2 separate regions of the Capra hircus genome follow, and region 1 is linked to region 2. The links are chromatin contacts, called in public Hi-C maps. All regions are on one chromosome and are shown on one strand. Each heading gives the region's core, a stretch centred on a gene start, on an enhancer-like site or on the middle of the called end of the contact. The rest is flanking DNA. Distances are from core to core; before and after follow the strand shown. Region 1 has its middle 20 kb from the start of JAG2. Region 2 holds the start of NUDT14 (uridine diphosphate glucose pyrophosphatase).

Region 1 (3,094 bases), core at 327-2,826, 460 kb before region 2:
CTTTGCTATATTGGGGTGCTTGAGACCCAAACCTGCAACACACCAGGGGCTGTTCTAGGACTGCTTACCTGCTGTTGCGTGACAAGTCGCCCCAGACATAGTCACCTCAAAGGGCTTAAAATGACAAGCTATCATCTCACAGATTCTGTGGGTCTGGGGTCTGGGAGGGGCTTCACAGGACGGTTCTGGCCCGGGGTCTTCAGACGCTGTGGTCACAGTTTTGGCCAGGGCTTATCCTCTGAAGACTGTGCTGGACTGGGGAGGAGGGTCTGCCTCCAGGCTCCCTCATGTGACTCTTGGTAGGGCCTGAGCCTCTCCCAGGGGTCCCTGCAGTGTCCTCACCAGGGGCCGGCGGGCTTCCCCACAGCCAGGGGCCAGAAACCGCAGGACAGAAGCTGCACGGTTTTGATGACTGACCCAGCATCACTGCACCAGCTCCACCTGGGCGGCAAGCCCACACCCGAGCAGGGAGGACTTGGGCCATATTTGAAAGCACCCCCAGCTGGCCCCCTGCCCCTCCCTGACACACACATGGGGCCCAGAGGTCCAGGCTGGCCCCGAACTCCAAGCCGGCTTCGGGCTTCTAAGAGAGGGTGCCGGCGTGGGGACCCCAAGGGACCCGGCGAGAGAGAGACCTGGGGTCCGGGGTGCTGAGAGCACCTCCTGTCCCACACAGAGGAGAAAAAGTTCCCAGGACAGCGAGCCAGGCCAGCCCCAGAGCAGGAGCTGTGCAGGACGCTGGACGCTGGACGCTGGGATGGCTGTCTCCCTCCTGCACCTGTCACTGGGTAGAGTGGAGGAGGAGAGGCCACCCGGGCACGGGGTGGGGCCCCCTGCCCAGCTGGGCCTGGAGTCAGAGCAGAGGTCTCCCAGCCCCCACCCAGAGCCAGGCTGGACTGGCCCCTCTCTCCCGCAGCCAGCCGAGACCATGGGTGCAGATGTACTCTGGGGGTTAGGGTGGAGGGGACGGGGGCTGAGGAGACACCTGCCTTCCTGCAGGGAGTCCTGGGGGGCAGGAGGCCTCTCTCCTCCCCATCCAGTGGGGAGAGGGGCAGGAGTCGTCCCTGGACCTCACGAGGCGAGATGGGGGGCCTGGGGAGGGAGCCCGCCCCTCCCACTGGCTGGAGGCCTGCCCAGCTGCAGGACCCCACGTGTCATGTGTGGACTCTGGAGGTGGGGACCTGGGCGGGGCTTGATGAGTGTCTGGGAGCGTGGGGCGCTTGAGGGACCCTGCGGCTTGGCCACTGCCCTGTGTCAGGGACACAAACAGGAGCAGCCAGGCGGCTGGAGAAGGGACAGGACACGTGGGAGGGGTCAGCACTGCAGACAACCCCAGGGTGAGGATGGGGAAGATGTCATGAAGGGAAGCTCGGGCCAGAGTCCAGAGGGTAGGACTTCAGGGAAGTTCTCACGGGGAGAGGAGGGGCAGTGGGCATCTCCACCCCTCATCCTGGAGGGGAGGGCGGGGCAGTGGGCGTGCCCGCTCACCCTGGAGGGGAGGGCGGGGCAGTGGGCGTGTCCACTCATCCTGGGGGGCGGGGAAGTGGGCGTGTCCACCCAGGTCCTGGGCCGGTGAGGGGTAATGCTCCCCAACAGGCCCCTCCGTGGGGCGGTGGGAAGCAGGTCCGGGCACAGGCGTTTGGCCGCCCGCCTGCCCACAGCTGGAGAGTCGTTGTGTCTGAACAGGACACAGGTGAGTCCCCACCCACGAGGAGCAAACGTGCCCCGGGACAGGGAAGTAAGGCGTGAAGGCCAGTGGCCTCAGAGCAGGAGGAAAAGGACCGGGAGGACAGGGCTGGGCAGACAGAGGCTCGGGACTGGCCAGCACTGCCGCAGCGCTGCGGTTAGGAACCGAGACCCGAGTGTGCGTCCGCTGCGCACACGCGCTCACCGAGGAGCTGGAGGCCGAGACCCGGAGACCTGCGCGACCAGCTGGTCCGACGGCTCACAGAGTCAGCGGTGTCCACACAAGGGGCTCCACCTCTTCATAACAACACTCGTGAGGACGAAGTACAGCGTTGACCACTATTCAGAGAGCGTCTACAAACTAGCAAGAGGAAAACTGTCCCCAACAGAAAACTAAGGGGAGCATTCCAGGAAAGATTCACCCAGGAGCCGATGAAACATCACGGAAGGGAGAAGACAGCTGGAGGGTGGTTCTGTGTCCTACTCCCTGGAGCCGCGGGGATGGGAGGGCTCCCGCGGAGGGGCCCAGTGGATGCAGCCGAGTGGGGCCTGCGTCACCCACGTGGGGCCAAGGGCTTCTCAGGCGCGCGCTTAGAAAACTCACACAGAAAAGCCCGTCCCATTTCATGACCACTCGAGAAGTTCCAGTTAAGGTCAGCGTGAAGCAGCTCCTTGACCTTGTTGGTGGAGGGAAGCTGGGGTGGGGAGGGGGCGGGGACCGGGGCAAGAACGGGGAGCCGCTGCAGGCAGGGTGGCGCCTGTCAGTCTGACGCTTGTCCAGGGCTCCACCCTTTGCCGCTGCCTGGGAGCATCGAGCATTAGGGTCCTAAGGCTGGGCTGGTCGTGGCCACGTGGCCAGTAGTGGCCAGTAACCAGACCCCAAACCGTGCCATCTGTCGCGGTGGGTCACCTATGCTCAGGCAGCCCAGGAGGCCAGACACTGCGAGCTTTACAAAGGGCGCACGGAAGGCTATCCATAGGCCCGTGGACGGGTGAGCTGGAAAGGCAGGATCCGCGAAAGGAGTCATGGTACCTGTCATCTGTGTCCTTTCTCTCATTCCATTTCTCTCTGAAATGTAATGAATGGCTGCGTTTTGCTTTGCACTGGGTCTTCCTTGCTGCACGTGATGGTTGTCTTCTGCTTGTGGTGAGCGGCGGCGCGCGGGCAGCTTGTCGCGGTGGCTTCCCTGGTTGTGGGGCAGGAGCTCTGGACGTGCGGGCCTCAGCGACTGCGGCTCCTGGGCTCAGCAGTTGTCGCTCCCGGCTTTAGTTGCTCCTCAGCACATGGAGTCCGCCTGGACCTGGGTTGGCAGGCAGATCCTTATCCTTTGCACCACCAGGGAAGTCAGAGTTTTGCGTGGGTCTGTATATTCCTTCCCGGGCGTCAAAGACTCCTGCCTGCTCTCAG
Region 2 (3,224 bases), core at 539-3,038:
CTTCCCGGGAAGGCCTGTCCCCTGCCTCCCTCAGGGCACGTGTCACCCTGTGTTGGTTTCAGGTACCCTCTTGGATCAGGATCAGAACATCGGTCAAACCTGAGGTCCAGGCAGGGTGGAGTGGAGGGTCCAGAGAGGTCCACCGAGGCCCGGGCAGCCCCTCCTGCAGGACCCCCACCCAGGTGGTCCAGACCCAGGCCTGGCTCATCTTCAAGGCCCTGGGAGGGAGGAACAGGACTGGAGTGTAAACACAGCCCCTCCCCCTCAGAGCCACGGGGGTGCCCTGCCTCCGGATGATCAATCTCCATCCATCAGACCCCCCTGGCATAGCAGTTACTGAGCAAAGCTGCAGAAGCTCCTCGCTGACACTCACCGCCCCAGCCCAGGGTCCCACGGGCCCCTGCCTGTGCCCACAGCAGCCCGCCACCCACACGGGCTCAGCTTCGGTTACCAGCACCCATCCCCCTTTCATAGGAAGTGGGGGAGGGTGCCACAGCCAGAGGCCACCGCGGTCAGGTGCCTGGACCACCCTGTGCCCCTGAGAGCCATGTGGCCACAATCAGGCATCCTCACCCCTGGCCAGCACCAGGGGCAGGGCGGCAACCCCCACGTCCCTGTACTATGCCCTCAGCCCACCCCGGCTTCTGCCCCAAGCCAGTGCTGCCAGCCTGGGTCCAGCCTGGGGACAAGAATCCCTGTCCCCTAGGGCCAATGGGACAACAGCGACGAGGGGGGGGCGGTGCAGCCTCTCTCAGGCTGGGGGTCAAGAGGGCGTCATAGTTTGGAGAGAGGAAGGGGCCGGGGACAGGGGGCAGACAGGTTGCTGCAGGCCAAGGGCGGTCAGGCAGAGAGAGGGCCACCAAAGACCTGCACCGCCTGTCCTGACTGGGGGGCACCACGGGGCCGCACAGACCACGCTACCGGGCACAGTCCTGGCCTGGATGGCACAGTGGACTCCAGGGGAGCTGGAAGCAAAGAGGGAGGGCCCAAACTGGACAAACGTGTTTCCTGTGAACCTACTCCATGCATGGCACCAAGGGAGGCAGCCGTCGTACCGCACTGCCTCCCAGGGAACGGCAGGAGGAGATAATGCCCTGGCGGAAAGCCTGCAAGGACGGCAGGTGGAGACACGGAGGAGGCGTCCTGGGGAGGAAGCCCACCTGGAGAGGCTCTCCAGTGCGCGCCCCCGTCCCTCCTTTCACCTTCTTCTGCCCAGAATGGAGAACACCACCTCCAGGAAGCTTGCCCCGACCCCCGGGGCGCCCAATATGTCCCACCGCAAAATGGGCCGGGGCTCAGCAAAGTCTCTTTGGAGGAATGAGTGGTCCCGCGAGGTGTCCCTGCCCAGACCCTCCCCGACCCCGACACTCAACCGGCGTGTACACCTGGACTCTGGCGAAGCGCTCCTAGGGGACGCGAGGCCTGCGGGGCGGGACTACGAGACTCGGGGCGGGGCTCCTGGGCCCGGAGGCGGGAACCGGGAGCCGGGAGCCGGGAGCCGGGCTCCGGGCGGGGGCGGGGCTGCAGGGGCCGCCGGCTGGGGGCGGGGCCCCGGGCGCGAGGGTGGGCGGGGCCCCGGGCGCGAGGGTGGGCGGGGCCCCGGGTCGAAGGCGGGCGGGGGCCCGGGGCGGTGTCGGGCTGCCGGGGGAATGGAAGGCGCGCTCACCTGGCGGTAGTGCAGCGTGAGCGGCACCAGGTACGGCGAGGCTGCGCAGCGGCCCACGGCCGCCCCTTCGATGCGCTCCATGGCGGCGCGCGGGCGCGTCCCCCGGCTCTGCGCATGCCCAGTGCGCGCGGGGCGGGGCGGCGCCGAGCGCGGGGCGGGCCCTGCCCGGGGCCGTGCGGGTGGGACGGCGGGCGCGGGGCGTTCCCGGAGCCCGCGGGCTGGGAGCCGGGCAGGAGGCGAGCCGGCCGCAAGGTGCAGTCGGTCGAGCGTGCGGCCAGCGGGGCGGGCGCGGCTGGAGGTTTGAGAGGCGATCTCCGCTGCCGGCGGAACTTGGGCATCTTGGTCGCGAGAGCGACGCAGCGCAGCTTGGGAGAGGGGGCTCCAGCCGAGCGGATATCTGCCCCCTGGGGCAGGGAGAGAAGCCGGCGCCGCCGCCGCGCCCCCCGAGAGGAGCGTTGGGGAGCGCGAAGGGTCATCCTGTGGGCGGTGGTGGCAAGAATATAGACACCTCTGGAGGCCCCTGGGTGGACGGAGAGAAGGCTCTGGAAAGAGGGCAGGGCGAGAGGAGCCTGAATCTGCCCTTCAGGGAGGGGCTGCCACTCCTGTCTGGCTGCGGCTGCTCCCCTCCCCCCGCGCCCCTCCCTCCTTCCTTGGGTGTGGACCTCCAAGACCCGCTTCAAATGCAGCCGCTGCCTCCCCAGTAAGTGTTAGTCGCTCAGTCGTGTCCGACTCTTCGTGACCCCGTGGACTGCAGCACACCAGGTCTCCCTGTCCATCGCTAACTCCCGGAGTTCACTCAAACTCATGTCCGTTGAGTCAGTGATGCCATCCAACCATCTCATCCTCTGTCGTCCCTTTCTCCTCCCGCCTTCAATCCTTCCCAGCATCAGGGTCTTTTCAAATGAGTCAGTTCCTCGCATCAGGTGGGCAAAGTATTGAAGTTTCAGCTTCAGCATCTGTCCTTCCAGTGAATATTCAGGACTGATTTCCTTTAGGATGGACTGGTTGGATCTCCTTGCAGCCTAAGGGACTCTCAAGAGTCTTCTCCAACACCACAGTTCAAAAGCATCAATTCTTTGGCGCTCAGCTTACTTTATGGTCCAGCTCTTACACCCATACCTGACTACTGGAAAACCCATAGCTTTGACTAGACAGACGTTTGTTAGCAAAGCAATGTCTCTACTTTTTAATATACTGTCTAGATTGGTCATAACTTTTTTTCCCAAAAAGCAAGTATTTTTTTATTTCATGGCTGCAGTCACCATCTGCAGTGATTTTGGAGACCCCCCCCCCCAAAAAAATAAAGTCTCACTGTTTCCACTGTTTCCCCATCTATTTGCCATAAAGTGATGGGACCAGATGCCATGATCTTAGTTTTCTGAATGTTGAGCTTTAAACCAACTTTTTCACTCTCCTCTTTCACTTTCATCGAGAGGCTCTTTAGCTCTTCACTTTCTGCCATAAGGGTGGTGTTATCTGCATATCTGAGGTGATTGATATTTCTCCCAGCAATCTTGATTCCAGCTTGTGCTTCTTCCAGCCCAGCGTTTCTCATCAT

What was found. A called contact is a pair of places that touch in the nucleus more often than the background predicts.
Region 1: a contact with region 2 is called in a Hi-C map of blood, with 4 times the contacts expected there. The contact joins the enhancer-like site here to the promoter of NUDT14 in region 2. A contact is called at or near these places in 2 of 5 Hi-C or Micro-C datasets (both in blood).

Annotation. Positions count from the first base shown.
Region 1 is chr21:68,909,308-68,912,401 of ARS1.2, reverse strand. No RefSeq gene overlaps it. Among named protein-coding and RNA genes, the nearest start is that of JAG2, 20 kb to the left of the region's middle. Within about 2 kb of position 1,576, at least 2 of the 5 cell types and tissues checked have an H3K27ac peak or open chromatin away from gene starts, as enhancers often do.
Region 2 is chr21:68,448,268-68,451,491 of ARS1.2, reverse strand. NUDT14 (uridine diphosphate glucose pyrophosphatase) reads right to left here and starts at 1,788. Exons shown (of 5, transcript XM_018065866.1): 1 at 1,667-1,788. The coding sequence starts at 1,747.